Linked DNA regions of Mus musculus: region 1 is linked to region 2. The links are chromatin contacts, called in public promoter capture Hi-C maps. All regions are on one chromosome and are shown on one strand. Each heading gives the region's core, a stretch centred on a gene start, on an enhancer-like site or on the middle of the called end of the contact. The rest is flanking DNA. Distances are from core to core; before and after follow the strand shown. Region 1 holds the start of Dus1l (dihydrouridine synthase 1-like (S. cerevisiae)). Region 2 holds the start of Hmga1b (high mobility group AT-hook 1B).

What was found. Capture Hi-C pulls out chosen DNA fragments and counts their contacts.
Region 1: a contact with region 2 is called in a promoter capture Hi-C map of adipose tissue. The contact joins the promoter of Dus1l here to the promoter of Hmga1b in region 2. A contact is called at or near these places in 1 of 39 promoter capture datasets (embryonic stem cells), 1 of 15 datasets of contacts at CTCF or cohesin (embryonic stem cells), 1 of 484 Hi-C or Micro-C datasets (liver), 6 of 115 datasets of contacts at active chromatin or transcription factors (double positive thymocytes, embryonic stem cells, microglia and 1 more) and 3 of 9 other capture datasets (adipose tissue, liver and pancreatic islet).

Annotation. Positions count from the first base shown.
Region 1 is chr11:120,795,127-120,797,844 of GRCm38.p6, forward strand. It overlaps Dus1l (dihydrouridine synthase 1-like (S. cerevisiae)), which reads right to left and starts at 1,269. Exons shown (of 14, transcript NM_026824.4): 1 at 1,017-1,269; 2 at 351-597. The coding sequence starts at 587.
Region 2 is chr11:120,761,446-120,764,145 of GRCm38.p6, forward strand. Hmga1b (high mobility group AT-hook 1B) reads left to right here and starts at 1,349. Exons shown (of 2, transcript NM_001166477.1): 1 at 1,349-1,545; 2 at 1,579-2,700. The coding sequence starts at 1,444. The coding sequence ends at 1,767.

The sequences.
Region 1 (2,718 bases), core at 19-2,518, 34 kb after region 2:
CGACATTGACAATATGACAACCACTAGGAATATGAGCTATAATGACATGTAACAGAAGCCACTGGCACAGACTTGTAAAGAACTGTTGGTTCTCGACAGGAGGGTACTGAGACGGAGAAGGATCAAGGTGACACTGGTGCTACACTCCTCACGTCCTCCAAGCTGCCCCTTCACCGGGACTCTGGCTAGTTCCCAGTTCTGGGGATGCCCACTCAGCAGCATGTGTCATGCAGGACTTCAGGGACCCCGACCCTTCTCCTGGGTTATATGTATATGACAGGGACAGCTTGGGAATGCTGTCCTTATATACAGGGTCTGGAGCTTAGGTGCTACCCAGTCCCTCAGCTCACCTGCACAATGAGAGGCCTGTCCTCGGGGCACACATCACAATACAAGTTCTCTTTGCGGTAGTTAGCATCTCTAACGAAGACCTGGGCATGTAGCATAGGGGTGTAGCATAGCTGGGCTCCATGGCGGCGGCTCAGAAGTCTCCAAGCTAGCTCACTCTGGTCCACCATGGGTGCCACCACATGTCGGGCACCCCCCAAGGTGCGGCTCCAAAACTCAAAACCCTGCAGTTTGGGCATCCTCTCCACACTAAGGGCAGAAGAGGAACAAGCGCTCATTTCAGCCATGGTATACCATCATACCCCAGGAGGGTACGAAGTTCAACTCCAGGAGCTGACCGCTCTCGTCAGCTTTTGCTGTCGGCTCTCCCAAGAACACGGTGAAAACAAGAGAGGTATCCGTAGGCACAGGGTTGAGGTGCCCTCCCTCCACCTTTCTGGCAGTGACCCTGACATACCACTCACCCTCTCTGGACCTTCTCCCCTTAAACGCCAGCCTGGTGCAGCGGGTGTGGAGGATGAACAGGTCTGTGGGACCTGCACAGCTGAGACCACCCGGCTGCACGAGGCCTGACGCCGCCTCGGATCTTGGGTTGGGAGAGTAGCGAGCACGTCAGCCTCCACGGCTCCTTTCCTGGTCGGGCCCAGAGCCCCCTGAGCTGCCCCTACCTAACCCCTGGGCTGGCTGGGGCCCGAGACCGCCACCGGACGTCCACGGGGCTTGAACTAGGACTACTTCCCGCACCGTCGGAGTTGGCCAGGGCTCGATGAAGGTCTGTGACTGCGGGCACGCTCCAAAGAAAGGGGCACACAAGGCCCCGTAGCCTCTGCCTGACCCGCGGCGCCGCCAGCAGGACCCGCACGAAGGCGGCGGGAGCCGCCAAGCGCCGTGGCTCAGACTCAGCGCAACGCCGCCGGAAGTGCCGGAGCCGGAAGCGTACTGCCAGGCGCTCCGCACCGTCTGCGGTGCAGCAAAAAATAAAGTCCTCGGAAACTGCAGCTCAGCGCTGAAGGGACCGGCCTTGTGGAAACGAGAGAGTTGAGCAAGAACAGACTGCGCATGCCCGGGGTCACGCTGTCCCTTCCAGACAATTGGCACTCGGAGGCCTTTCCTCCCACCTCTATCCCCCAACCCACCTCCGCAATCCAGGAGCAGCCCTTGGTTCTGCAGACACAAGACGTAAATTTAGTACACCACCACAATAGGAAACGAGATAAAGAATTATTACTTCAGATCCTGGGTAGAAAAGGCTACAGCAGGCCAGGCCTTTGTCGAGTAATGAGTCGCTTGCTAGAGGGAAGGAACATGCATAAAGAGATATGGGGCCGGGCAGTGGTGGCTCATGCCTTTAATCCCAGCACTTAGGAGGCAGAGGCCTGGCAGATTTCTGAGTTCGAGGCCAGCCCGGTCTACAGAGTGAGTTCCAGGACAGCCAGGGCTATACAGAGAAACCCTCCCCAGCTCTCAAAAACAAAAATAAAAAAAGTTCTCTCCTAAGTTCTTTTTGTCAGGGTATTTTAAACAGGAAACCAAACTATGGCCGTAAACTGTTACTGTTTTAATAGTAGTGATGTATTTCACTGAGAGAGATCTACCAGACTCTGCCTCCCAACACAGAATTCAAGGCCTGAACCGCCATGTCTGAGTTGTTTGACCACTCTTTAATCCTTCTACACTGCTTCCATGCACCTCGAGTTTTCAGAATCCAGAGTTTGTATCGTGCAACTCACATGCTTCCAGCCTTTCCCTCTGTGGTCAGACTTCCAACTCCACAAACCATTGAGTCCTGCTCTCCAGCCTTGGAACAATTGCTGATACATACTTTATAATGATATATGTATGTATAATGATACATGTATAACGGTATAATGATATAATGTAATATATATGCATTACTCAAGCCATTTATGATACTTTAATTTTCTGCCTTGTAAGGAAATGACAGGAAGCTGGGTGGTGACACCACACCTTTGATCCCAGCACTCAGGAGGCAGAGGCAGGAGCAGCTCTGTGAGTTGGAGGCCAGCCTGATTTAGATCAGAGCTAATTCAGGATAGCCAGGGCTACACAAAGAAACCTTATCTCGAAAAATAAAATAAAAAATAAATAAAGTAAATAAGAGGGGCAGGAGAGATGGCTCTGAGGTTAAGAGTACTAGTTGCTCTTCCAGAGGTCCTGAGGTCAGTTCCCAACACCCACAAGGCAGCTTACAACTGTCTGTAACTATAGTCTTATGGTTTCCAATGCCCTCTTCTTTTTTTTGGGGGGGGGGGGTTTCGAGACAGGCTCCCAATGCCCTCTTGTGTGCAGACATACATACCGATAAAACACCATATACAAGCCGGGCATGGTGGTGCACGCCTTTAATCC
Region 2 (2,700 bases), core at 99-2,598:
GAGCTGTAAAAGAAAGAGCCTGAAGTAAAGATGTTGCTGCATGAACCCGACTTGGTGCCTGTGTCGTTCTTGTCACCACCGGCTCGGAGTGGAGATGACGACAGTAGGTAGGTAACTCAGCTGACTTTTGCGTCTTCTGGGCTCTGATCTGCAGTCTTTCTTCTTTGCTGCTTGGTTTGTCTGAGAGAGACTCTCAGCTTTTGTTGCTTACCCTGACAGCAAGGGATCTTGTGAAATTGGTCAGTTTCAGGAACTTCCTGAAACTATATGAGTTGTTTGCATCCCTACTTAAGGAACTTCCATGCAGGATGGGGTGTTTTAATTTCAAAGGAAACTGTTATACAACAGTCCTCACATAATGTTGTAGTTAGGGCTCAGCACATGACTCTGGATAGAGAAGTCTTCAGACAACATAGGTGACAGGAGATAGAGCAGGAGCTGTGGAGGGTGAAGACATCTTAGGAGAAATGCGCTCCTAAGGGCGAAGCTAGCAGATGACTGTCTTCCCAAGACGTTGGAGCTTGATGCTCCCTTCCTGGTAAACCACTTCCTCCTGCCTGGTGGCCAACTGGCATCCCTGAAAGGCCACCATTTCCCAGGAGTTCCGATGGCCACCAGACAGCAGGTTGGTCACAATCCACAGCTTTTGTCATAGAAGGGGAAGGGCTTTGATCTTACTGGATAGATCAGGCCAGACACCAGTATTCAGTGCCACCTGGAGGTTGGCTATAGGACTTGGTGGTTTGCTCAGACTGGGATCAAGGACACAGTGAGCAGGCATGATCTGTCCCTGTTAGCTATGAGGAAACTGCCAGGCAGCAGCAAATGATTGGGCTCCGGGCCCCCACTGTGTATGCTGTCCCCTGAGCCACAGGAAGGTCCCAGAGCACCCTTCTGACCAGTGCGGAGGAATGCTCAGGGGAAGGGTACTGCTGTCCCTGCACTATAGAGCACTGGAAGTACAGCTGCCTCCTTTCAGCGACTCACACGGTCTCAGTGCAGAGCCTGGACTGAGCAAGGGAAAGGCGGCAGTCTGAGCACACCTCCTCCCCAGGGCTGTCCATGAGGCATCTGAGCCTCCTGCCCGGCCCAGATGTCGTGTGACCTGCTATGACTCACTGGATCGTGAGTACTTGTTCCATGAACCCTGACACACAAGACAAGAGACCCTCAGCACACCTCAAACAATCGCCAGACACGGGTTGAGGTGCACAATATTCTCTGATTACTCCTAACTGGCTCCAAAGAACCAGGTCTCTGCTCAGAGAAGAGGAGATGCACAGAGGTACTCAGGGTTTGCAACTGGGGCAGGAAACCCCAGAATCCATGCTTAGATTTACAAGAGTCGCCTCTAATTGGGACTCCGAGTCGGGGCTATTTCTGGTGTTGGCGCGGCTCCAAGAAGGCACTCACTGTGTGCTGCCCCACACATAGAGAAGGAGAATGAGCGAGTCGGGCTCAAAGTCCAGCCAGCCCCTGGCCTCCAAGCAGGAAAAGGATGGGACTGAGAAGCGAGGCCGGGGCAGGCCACGCAAGCAGCCTCCGGTGAGTCCTGGGACGGCGCTGGTCGGGAGTCAGAAAGAGCCCAGTGAAGTGCCAACTCCGAAGAGACCTCGGGGCCGACCAAAGGGAAGCAAGAATAAGGGCGCCGCCAAGACCCGGAAAGTCACCACAGCTCCAGGGAGGAAACCAAGGGGCAGACCCAAGAAACTGGAGAAGGAGGAAGAGGAGGGCATCTCCCAGGAGTCCTCTGAGGAGGAGCAGTGATCACCACTCGCAGTGCCGCCTGCTCCATAGCCACTGAGGAGCAGCTGTCCCCTGGGACTGGAAGCCCTGCTCCCAGGCCCCTCCCCGCCCCCACTGCACACTACCGCACCAGGCACCAGCTGCAGGCTCTGCTCCGCAGCACCCAAGGGAGCAGGATTCGGCTCAGTCCCTGTGCCCTCCTCCCGAACACACCTGCCCCATCCTGACAAGGCTAACTTCCCATTTAGCCGCAGCCCGGCCTGCTGCGCACCTCCCTCAGAGCCGTGGCTCTCTGGGCGCTTTGTTTTGCGGGTCCCTTCTGCCCTGCTGTTCCTGGCTTCCCCGTAGAGGGTCCTGGGAGCATTCCCTGGCCTTAAGGGGCCCCGGCCCCATCTCACTCTGACAAGGCCCAGTGGCTGACCTAGCAGCAGCAGTGTGGTCAGGGCAGGGGATGCTTAGATCCCAGCATGTCCCCACCAAAGTATCACCGGGTGGGTTTCTCAGCCCCTCCTGCCCCACCCTACAGAGATCATGCACTGGGTTGGCTGAGCCCCTTGACAACAGGAAGTAGGATGATGTTGGCTCCACCCACTTTAATGTTCTCACCTGAGACTAGACAGATGGGGTTACCGCCCATCTCCAGAGTAAGGGCCTGTTCTCGCCTCCACCAAAGGCAAACGGGCACCAACACGCCTCCCCCAGTCCACTCTAGGCTGTTCCTTCCTCCCGCAGGGCACTAAGGAGCTAGCCTTGCCGCCCCCTCCTTTTCGCTCCTCCCTGCCCCCCATGGTTCTGGTTCCATCTTCTCCTCTGTTCACAAACTACCTCTGGACGGTTGTGTTGTTTTTTTTTTGTTCCATGTTCATTCTTAGATACCCACTATTGCTGCTGCTACCAGCGTCAGATGTTCATCCTCCTGAATTTGCCTGTATTCTCTCCCCCACACAATACACT